3 separate regions of the Mus musculus genome follow, and regions 1 and 2 are each linked to region 3. Evidence: chromatin contacts called from public promoter capture Hi-C data. All regions are on one chromosome and are shown on one strand. Each heading gives the region's core, a stretch centred on a gene start, on an enhancer-like site or on the middle of the called end of the contact. The rest is flanking DNA. Distances are from core to core; before and after follow the strand shown. Region 1 holds the start of Ticrr (TOPBP1-interacting checkpoint and replication regulator). Region 2 holds the start of Anpep (alanyl (membrane) aminopeptidase). Region 3 holds the start of Nmb (neuromedin B).

Region 1 (2,946 bases), core at 26-2,525, 1.2 Mb after region 3:
ATAGACCTGGATGGAGGCTAGAACTAGAGAGAGACCTGCCTCTCTGCCTCCTGAGGGCTGGGGCGTCATCAGGCCGGGCCAACAACAAAGGTTAAGAGAGGTTTCTACTGCCTCAGAGGGAGAGGATTAGAGGTCCAGGAAGACACAGCAGCACTAGACAAAACAAGCGGCCAAGTCCTGTAGCCTGGCTGAACCAGGCTTCCACCATGCTGGAATACAAGTGCTGTGTAGCAAAACTAAGGACGCAAAAGCACCCAGGTACCAAAGCGCAGAGGCTCTTCCACACTCGGATTTAATAGGTACCCAGAATCTACCCATTTTGTTGGAGGAACGCTGTCCTTTGCGACCCGCAAGGGTTTCCCTCGGAAGGCACACGGGGTTCATTCTGGGTCTGTGGCACTTTACGGAGCCTGACAAGTTCAGCTGTCGGGGAGTTGCGGACCGGATCCAGACTGCTTCTCACCTTACCTTAGATCGCTCGGTGGTGTCCACCCAGTACAAGGTGATATTTCGGGCGATCATAACCTCTTGGACTCTCTTGGGCAACACCTTCTCCATCACCTGCTTGGGGGTGAGCGGCACGCGTTGAGCCTGTGCCTCGCACCCGGACACGAACTGAAGCAGCTCCCTCTGCGAGTGAGGACAGGGCGCCAGGAGGAAGACGGCGTTCCCAAAGCCCCCGAGCGCGGCCTGGGCCTCCCTGGCCTCGCCGTCGGCGTCCAGCAGCCTCCTGCCGCTACTCCGCAGGATCGGCTTGGTGGGCGACGTGATCTCCGGCCGGTCCCACTGGTAGTCGAGCAGCGTCTCCATCAGGGCACCGTGCGTGTGGGTGGCTCTGGGCGTCGGGCCCGGCAGGTGAGCTCCGGGAGGGCGATCCCCCAGCCTGGCCTCCAGCTCCTCCTCGAAGTCCTCCCAGGAGCGGCTCCCCAGCTCGCGGAAGTCGGACACGCGGGAGGGCCGGCTCCGTGCCCCCTGAGAGTCGAAGAACTTGAAGGTCCAGTGGACCCTGGCAAGGCCGAAGCGGCAGCTCAGGTAAGTGAGGAGCCGGAGGGCGGCGCGTCGGGCCGGGCTATGAGGAGCAGAGACGCCCGCTGTGTCCACCAGCAGCATCACTTTGTGACAGCAGGCCATCTCGGCCGCCACGGGACTCCCTCTGCCCGGCCGCGCGTGGCCCTTCCTGAGGTAAAGCACTCTCTTCAGAGAACCAGCGCCATTGCCCGCTTCTCTGAGGCCCTGCTCCGAAGGCTCCCGCGCTCTCCGACAGCTGCAGCTATTGGAGGAGCTGGTACCCAAACTCGGCTCCTATTGGCTGCAGGCTGAACGTAAGTTACGTAAGCACTTCCCTCTTTAACCCTAACTGGAAGGCGTGTGGAAGACCTCCGCTTGATTGGTGGAGGGTGTGGCGGTGGGCGGGGCGCTGAGTTCCGGGAGAAATGTAGTTCTCATTGGCCTGAGCCTTCGTTTTAAAATTTAAAGAGGCGGTACTTCGGGGGCGTGGCGGTGGGCGCGGAAGCCTTCGTTTGGGCTACTGTGCGCAGATGTGAGTGTGAGTGTGAGTGTGAGTGTGTGAGTGTGAGTGTGTGAGTGTGAGTGTGAGTGAGTGTGTGTGTGTGTGTGTGTGTGTGTGTGTGTGTGTGTGTGTGTGTCTGTACACGCGCGCGCGTACGTGAGTGTGTGTGTCGCCTGCGGAAGGCGGGGCGTGTTTACTAGAACCCTGAAGCCTGGGATGTGCACAGTGAGGGGTTTAGGATGCTTGAGTCAAGTTCACTTTAGACTACTCTTAAGTCTTTTAGCCTATGACGGAGGGCTTAATTTTTTTTTTCTGTAAAAGACGAAAGGAACATTTCATAATCCTCAAACTCGAGGGACGGAGGTAGGAGGATCGCAGGTTCCAAGCCAGCAGGGGCTACTTAGCAAGGCTGGAGCATAGTGGAAGGACCTCGGATACTCTATTGTAAAGGTCTGGAAGGCAGGGAAGTGTTTTCGGGAAGAAAGAGAAGTGACAGAAGAGCAATACGGGTCCTAGGTAGGAAAATGTAATATAAAGATACCTAATCAGACGTCTGCAGAGCACCTGGGGAGGCTGTTTTACAAACTAAGGAGTGAACACACCAGAGAGTACGCAAGCCAGTCCAATGGGTGCAGAAAAAAACACTAGAACGTCCGATTTCCAGCACCCGCCTTCTTACAGCTCATCCATTCAGTAGATTAGTGTTTTCTGAAGTCTTGGTTTTGTTTTACTTGTTTTTGTTGTGTGTTTGTTTTTGTGACTTTCTTTTATATTCCAAATTGGCCTCAAACTGTACCTTGTACTTCTCTGATCATCCTGCCTCCACCTTCCTAGTTCTGGGACTGTAGACATGCCCCTGCACCAAACGCAGTTTATGGGGTATTGGGGATCAAACCCAAGACTTCCTGAATGCTGGACAGTCAAGCACTGAACCAACATCTCCAACACTCATTCGTGTCTTCCTCCTCCCCCCTCCCGCTTTCTTTTTAACTTTATTGTATATGGGGGCAGGGAGGTGTTGCTAGGGATGGAACTCCCAGCCTGGCATGTTGTTAGCAAGTATGCTCCCTCTTGGTCTCATCTCTGGCCAGTGGATTTTTTTTTGTGTGTGTGTGTGTGTATGGGCGTTTTGCACATGTGCATGCCTGTGCTCAGAGATCAGAATAGGGTGTTGGATCCCCTGGAACTGGAGTTGCAGCTGATTGTGAGTCAGCCTTGCATGATGGGAATCGAACCCAGATCTTCTGGAGGTGCAGCAAATGCTTTAATCCACTGAGCCATCTCTTCAGCCCCTCATATGTGTTTCCTATTGGTACCACAGTAAGAGGATTTGGGATTATCTGATTGAGTTTTAACTTAAATGACTTAAAAAAAAAAGGACATGTGGCCTTATGAAAGTAAGTAAGCCACATATTATTAATGTTCCTAATATAATT
Region 2 (2,884 bases), core at 88-2,587, 1.1 Mb after region 3:
GGTTCGACAGCTCAGGGTCTCCCTTGGAACAGGGAGATCACCTTGAATTATATGGGTGCATCGCATGGGAGAAGCCAGTCAGTATCAGAATGACAAAGCCGAGAGTTGAAGCACCGGTCACTCCTCGCTCCAAAGGTGGCCTCAAGCCAAGGAATGTGGGTGCCTCTAGCCATCGGAAAAGACAAAGATGCTCTCTCTTAGAGCTTCCAGAAGGGAAGCTTCCCACGGACACCCCGAGTTTCAGTACAGTGAGTCTGATTTATAAACAGTATGAGAATAAGCATGTGTCTTTTAAAGTTTGTGTTATTATAGCAGCAATAGGAAACTAATAGAAATGGTACCCTGAATTGCCAATAAAAAAGATGCCCAGGGAGGGAGTGCCCTGGAACACACAGTATCTCGAAGCGGAATGGGGACAAGAAGCATAAACTCCTGGATGCAATCCTTTATTTGCTAGAGGCTTCTAATAACTTTGACTTCTTGAAGACAGCCTAGGTGTCAAGAGTTAGCCAGAGCTTGGCCTGGAGAGGCTGAAGTCAAGGTCAGTCTGGGCTACAGTGAGTTCAAGGTCAGCCTGGATGATTCAGTGAGCCCTTTCCTTTAAAAAGAAATAAAAGAAAAAAGAAAAGGGCTGAGGATGTAGCTCACGGCTGAGCACTTATCTAGTACGCATGAGGCACTGGACTTAAACCACAGTACTAGAAGAAAATAAGGGAGGGAGGGAGAGAGGGAGAGAGGGAGGAAGGGGAGAAAGAGAAAGGAAGAAAAAGTTAGAATTGGTGGATGATCCAGGCTCATGGAAAAAGTGTAGCAGTGAAGCAGGATTGTTGCTAGTTTGAGCTTGGCCTGGACTACATAATAAGTTCGGAGGAAGAGGAGGAGGAGGAGGAGGAGGAGGAGGAGGAGGAGGAGGAGGAGGAGGAGGAGGAGGAGGAGGAAGAAGAAGAAGAAGAAGAAGAAGAAGAAGAAGAAGAAGAAGAAGAAGAAGAAGAAGAAGAAGAAGAAGAAGGAAGAAGAAGAAGAAAAGATAATCAGATTAAGTTCTGTGGAAAGCCTCCAGAACTGTGGGGATTATCCTGTAAACTTTTGAGGCTGTGAGCCCCTCCCTCCAGCTGCAGATGTCTCCCAGATGTGGTGGGCGAGACACTGGGACAGCGGCGGCGCGAAGTGTGGGTGGGTGAGGGCGAGAGGTCTGGGTCTGGCGCGCTGGGGGCCAGGGGCCGCACCGTCGGGGGAGCGGCTGTTTGCGTGCAGGCGGGGAGGAGCGCGGGCGGAGCCGGGTGGGGGGGGGCGGGTGTAGTTCGGGCGGAGCGGTGGTGGGCTCGGGTTACTTCCCTTTAACCCGCCAGAGCAGGCGGGCGGAGGCGAGGCAGGAGCAGCTCGGAGAAGCGTGCAGTCCTAGGCAAGTGTGGGAAGGCAGCCATGGGCTGCGGAAGTTTGGGGACACCGGGTGTGGGGCTTGGCATCTGGGGTGCGGGAGCCAACTGAAGCTTCTGCCCCTACTCAGATGGGTAAACTGAGGTCCGGGAGCTGCCGAAGCTGTTGGAGTGAGTCCCCGAGGGTGCCAGCGGCTCTTGGCCTCCAGGTGTCTGCAGGGCTCCGAGGGAAGCTCCGGCCTTGGTGACAGAAGATGGCCAGGCCTGGAGAAAAAGGGGTGGCTGGAGCCCAGGAACGGTAGCTGGAGTCTGGTGGCCAGACTCAAGGGTTAGAGGGCGGGTGGTGAGGGACACATAGAGGACGGAGCCAGAGATGAGAGGATACAGAATGGCTGAAGTATAGAGGACTAGGGATGGCGCGAGTGGAACAGAAGGTGCACGCTGACCCCTGGAAGTCACGGAGCAAAGACACATGTTTCTGCTCTACAGTCCCAGTCGGGTTAGAGCGGCGGCCCTGGCCCTGTGCCCCAGCCTCTGTGAGGAGACGGGAACTAGACTTTATCCTAGACCCTCGGTTGCTGTGCTCGTCCCATGCATAGATAGGCATGCCTCCTGGATGCGCACCAGGATTCTGCTGCGGTGGCCTCCAGAGAGCAGAGCTGGTGGCAACCCAAGCTTTTTCAGCAGAGGGGTCTTTCCAAATAGACTACCTCCAATAAGGCAGGCTGCCTGCCCTGGAGAGTCTGGGCTTTGGTGACTTAAAACCCAATCCTGCTCTGAGGATACCAGTGACATGTGCTGTTGGGAGATTTCAGGGCACTTCTGTGACTGATGGATCTGAGGTCTAGGGATGTCAGGACCTTGGCCAGTTTATTTGTGAAAGTAGAACTTGGAGCAGGTGGCCTCCCACCTCTGTCAGCGTGGGTGGCTAGTAAGAAGGAGGTGGCCCGGCACCAAACAGGAAGACTGGCCACAATTCCCCATGGGGAAGGGAGCTTTTCCTACATGTGACAGGCCAGGTACAGGAACTAGGACTGTGGCTACGGTGGATTGTGGAATACCTGAGCAATGAGCTGTATAGCTTAGGTTGGCTTGGATCTCTAGGCAATCCTCCTGCCTCAGCCTCTGGATTTGATTATGGTACTCTCCCCCAACTCCACAGGATTTGAACCTAGGGTCACATGCATACCCTGCAGAGTTCCTGAGGGGGCCGCTGCAAGGTGCTCGCCCTTCAGCCCAGAATCCCAGCAGGCTGGTAGCCACTCACCTCAGGCTGAGGGATCCTATAGATTATACCTATGAGGGCAGGGCAAGGCCTCTGCAGAACTGTGTTTGTAGCAGTTTCTGCTGACCCCCGTCTTATGAGTATCACTTCTCAGAACAGTTCCCCATTCCTGATCATGGTCTGACTGAAGGGAATCTGTCCTTCTTGTGGCCTTTAAAGCCACTTCCATCAAAGAAAGTGTGGGACTGTATGACTAGTGCACTTCGCTTGCCCTACAAAGCCC
Region 3 (3,128 bases), core at 354-2,853:
ATATCTGAACACCATGGCTAAGCTGTGACAAGAAAGCAGGGAGGTGTGAATGTCAGGTTGGAAGTGAGAAGCAAGGAGACTGAAGGGAAAAGCCAGGGCCAGAAATGGACTGTCACTGTCCCGTGTGCCACACTCCAGAACCTCAGTAACACGGCCTCAGAAAACTTCCCTGGGCCTGGGGGATGAAGGCTAAGCTTAGGCAGTGCTTGCCGTGCAAGTATGAGTACTGAGTTCAGATTCCCAGCACCAAACGCAAAGCCAGGGGTGTGGGCCAGCACCTAAAATCCCAGCGCTAGGCAGGTGGAGAGAGGAGGGTCCCTAGGCTTGCTGCCCAGCCAGGTTTGAGTCAATGAGCTCCAGTTTCAGCAAGAGACCCCGCCTCAAAAAGTAAGGTGTAGGCTGGGGAGATGACGAAGTGGATAAAAGCACTTGCAGCCACAAGGCTGAGCTAAGTTCAGATTGGTAGAACCCACATGACAAACTGTATGTACTGACACATACATGCAATCAGTGTTCCTGTGGTGAGATGAGAGAGATGGATGGGAGAATAACCCAGAATCTGTGGGCCTGCTAAACTGGACTATATGACAGACAGCAGAAAGAAGGACACCCTGTCTCAAACAAAGCAGAAGGTAAGAACTGACCCAGTAAAGACAGCAAACCAAGTAGAGTGGCTCACATCTATAATCTGGTACTTAGGAACCTGAGACAGGAGGCTTGCTATAAGTTCAACTCAATCTGTTCTATGTAGGAGTTCCAGGACAGAGAGCTACATAGCTCATGTCCCAAACAAAATAAAAAGATTATGCTAGGCAGCACAAATGATGCAGTAAAGGGTCCAAGACCTAATACTCTATTCCATCAGTCACTCCTTGACTTAGTTTCTAATGAGTAAGTGAACTCTTGTGAACAGGAAATTGGTGTCCCCTCCTGCCCCTCCCACAATGCTGGGTCGGAGCACATATCTGCCCCTGATCATTCAGGGATGCCACTGATGACTGAAGATACTTTCCAAGACCAATAAGAACAGCTCTGGAAGGCAGAGTTCTGCTTCTCCACAAGTAGTATGGTTATTTCCGTTTTACACTAGAGAAGTCATCTGGCCCAGCAATCTTTCCACTGATCTGACCTACAGTATGATAAGCCAGGCCCTTTAAAGGGTACCACTACTAGGAGGCAGCTCCTCACTCCCTTCCCCATAATTCTGTCCCCGTTCTGGGCACAGAACTTGTCCAGGTTATCCAGTGTGTGCCATTTGTGAGCACAAAGCAGGGCAAACAAGGCTCAGATGGTTTGAGACAGGAGGTGACAGGATTCTTGAGTTCCTCTGCGGGATGATGCCAAACACATAGACTGCCAAAAGCAGGGCTTCTTGTTCTGCTTTAGCTTTAAGGAGAAGCTTTGAGGGCTGAAGTAACAACTTGATGGAAACACAGAAAGCTGTGTTGGTGGCCTTGGGAACCACCTTTGCTGGGGACGATGCCATAAGCACGCGAGTGTGGTGGGTTTCTAGGAGAAACCGGGATGCAAGGCTGTGTGGGCGGAGCCTGCGGGGCGGGGCTCTGGGGCGGAGCGAGCTCCGCTCCTCAGGCAGGCTCCGCTCCCGACTGTAGTTTAAAAGGCTGGAAGGCGGGCTTCGAGAACTAGTATCCTGAGAGTGCCAGAGAAGAGCCTGTTTGGCACAGCCATGACCCGGCAAGCAGGGAGCTCTTGGCTCCTCCGTGGTCTCCTGCTCTTCGCATTGTTCGCTTCCGGCGTCGCTCCCTTCAACTGGGATCTCCCGGAGCCCCGCAGCCGAGCAAGCAAGATTCGAGTGCACCCTCGGGGCAACCTCTGGGCGACCGGTAAGTGTTAGGGGACCCCCTATAAGCATGCCTCATTCTCCTTGGTCCTCAGTTTCCTTTTCAACACTTTGGAGGCTCTTGGTAGCGGAGCTCCTGCAGTCGCGGGGGGCTCATCAAGTTTAACAGATGGGAATCTTGAGACCCTAGACATGGCTAAGATAACCCACTCAGAAAGTTTAAGACAGAGATTAGATCCGGTTACCAGTCGGTTAGGCAGACTGACAAGTCTTCTCACCTCATGTCTTCTCTGCATCCATTTAGAGGCACCTTCTCCACTTCCTTCCCTGGCAGGTAGTCTCCCTGGTCCTGGGCTATCTACCCGTCTTCTATCCTCCAGCGGGTCAGGAAAAGCTCAGGATGTCAGCTTTGCCTCCACCCAGAGATCTGTGGCTTCTGAGGATAATGTTTCTTGTCTTCCCTCTGTGAGAGCCGAAAGGTCGACTAGACCAGAGCTTGCTGTGGTGATGGGGTCCTCATCTTGAGCTCCCATGTACCTTGGCACCTCCTTTCTTAGGTCACTTCATGGGCAAGAAGAGCCTGGAACCCCCGAGCCTGTCACTGGTGGGGACAGCACCCCCTAACACCCCGAGGGACCAGAGACTACAGCTGAGTCATGATCTGCTCAGGATCCTCCTGCGAAAGAAAGCTCTAGGCATGAACTTCAGTGGCCCAGCTCCCCCAATCCAGGTAAGCCCCCTCCCCAGTACCAGCATGGAAGAATTGCTGCCCAGCATGTCTTCAGGGTGGGACTGCCTAGCCAGACGGTAATGGATTCCAGAAAGCCAAGGTCCCAGGGCTCAAAGGGGGAATATCCCAAAGACTGGAAAATGACGCAGCAGCCAGACTACATGGGGGAAAAAGTTCCTCCTTGCCCATCCCCAGTCTGACGTCGCAGACTAGGAGTATTCTAGCTCTTAAATAGAGTGTTCTCCAGGCCACACAGCCTTGTCCACCCCAGCTGTCATTAGCCAAGCCCACCTTTGCCATGCCAGGCTGTGCTTGTGTCCCAAGCTGTGATCCCTACGGCCTTGAGGTGGAAGGGAAGTGACCAGTGGTGACACCTCAGAACCAGCCTGCTTTCCAGTCTCCCATCCACTTCCCAATGCCAGTGTTCCTGACAGTAAAGGCTCTGCAGGGCTGTCCTTTGCATTTGAGATGCTTAGCACATCCCTGGTCTCTACCCGCCAGAGGCCAGTAGCACATTCCCTTCTCACCAAGTTGTGATAACCAAGATTCCCTGCAGACCAAGAACAATGCACTTGCCTGCAGTCCCAAATGCCTCAT

The links. Promoter capture Hi-C pulls out the DNA fragments that hold promoters and counts their contacts.
Region 1: a contact with region 3 is called in a promoter capture Hi-C map of neutrophils, with 4 times the contacts expected there. The contact joins the promoter of Ticrr here to the promoter of Nmb in region 3. A contact is called at or near these places in 2 of 39 promoter capture datasets (neutrophils and pre-B cells).
Region 2: a contact with region 3 is called in a promoter capture Hi-C map of liver, with 2.6 times the contacts expected there. The contact joins the promoter of Anpep here to the promoter of Nmb in region 3. A contact is called at or near these places in 3 of 39 promoter capture datasets (liver and pre-B cells).

Annotation. Positions count from the first base shown.
Region 1 is chr7:79,658,525-79,661,470 of GRCm38.p6, reverse strand. It overlaps Ticrr (TOPBP1-interacting checkpoint and replication regulator), which reads right to left and starts at 1,275. Exons shown (of 22, transcript NM_029835.1): 1 at 469-1,275. The coding sequence starts at 1,131.
Region 2 is chr7:79,846,663-79,849,546 of GRCm38.p6, reverse strand. Anpep (alanyl (membrane) aminopeptidase) reads left to right here and starts at 1,337. Exons shown (of 21, transcript NM_008486.3): 1 at 1,337-1,402.
Region 3 is chr7:80,903,537-80,906,664 of GRCm38.p6, reverse strand. It overlaps Nmb (neuromedin B), which reads left to right and starts at 1,603. Exons shown (of 3, transcript NM_026523.4): 1 at 1,603-1,844; 2 at 2,359-2,531. The coding sequence starts at 1,688.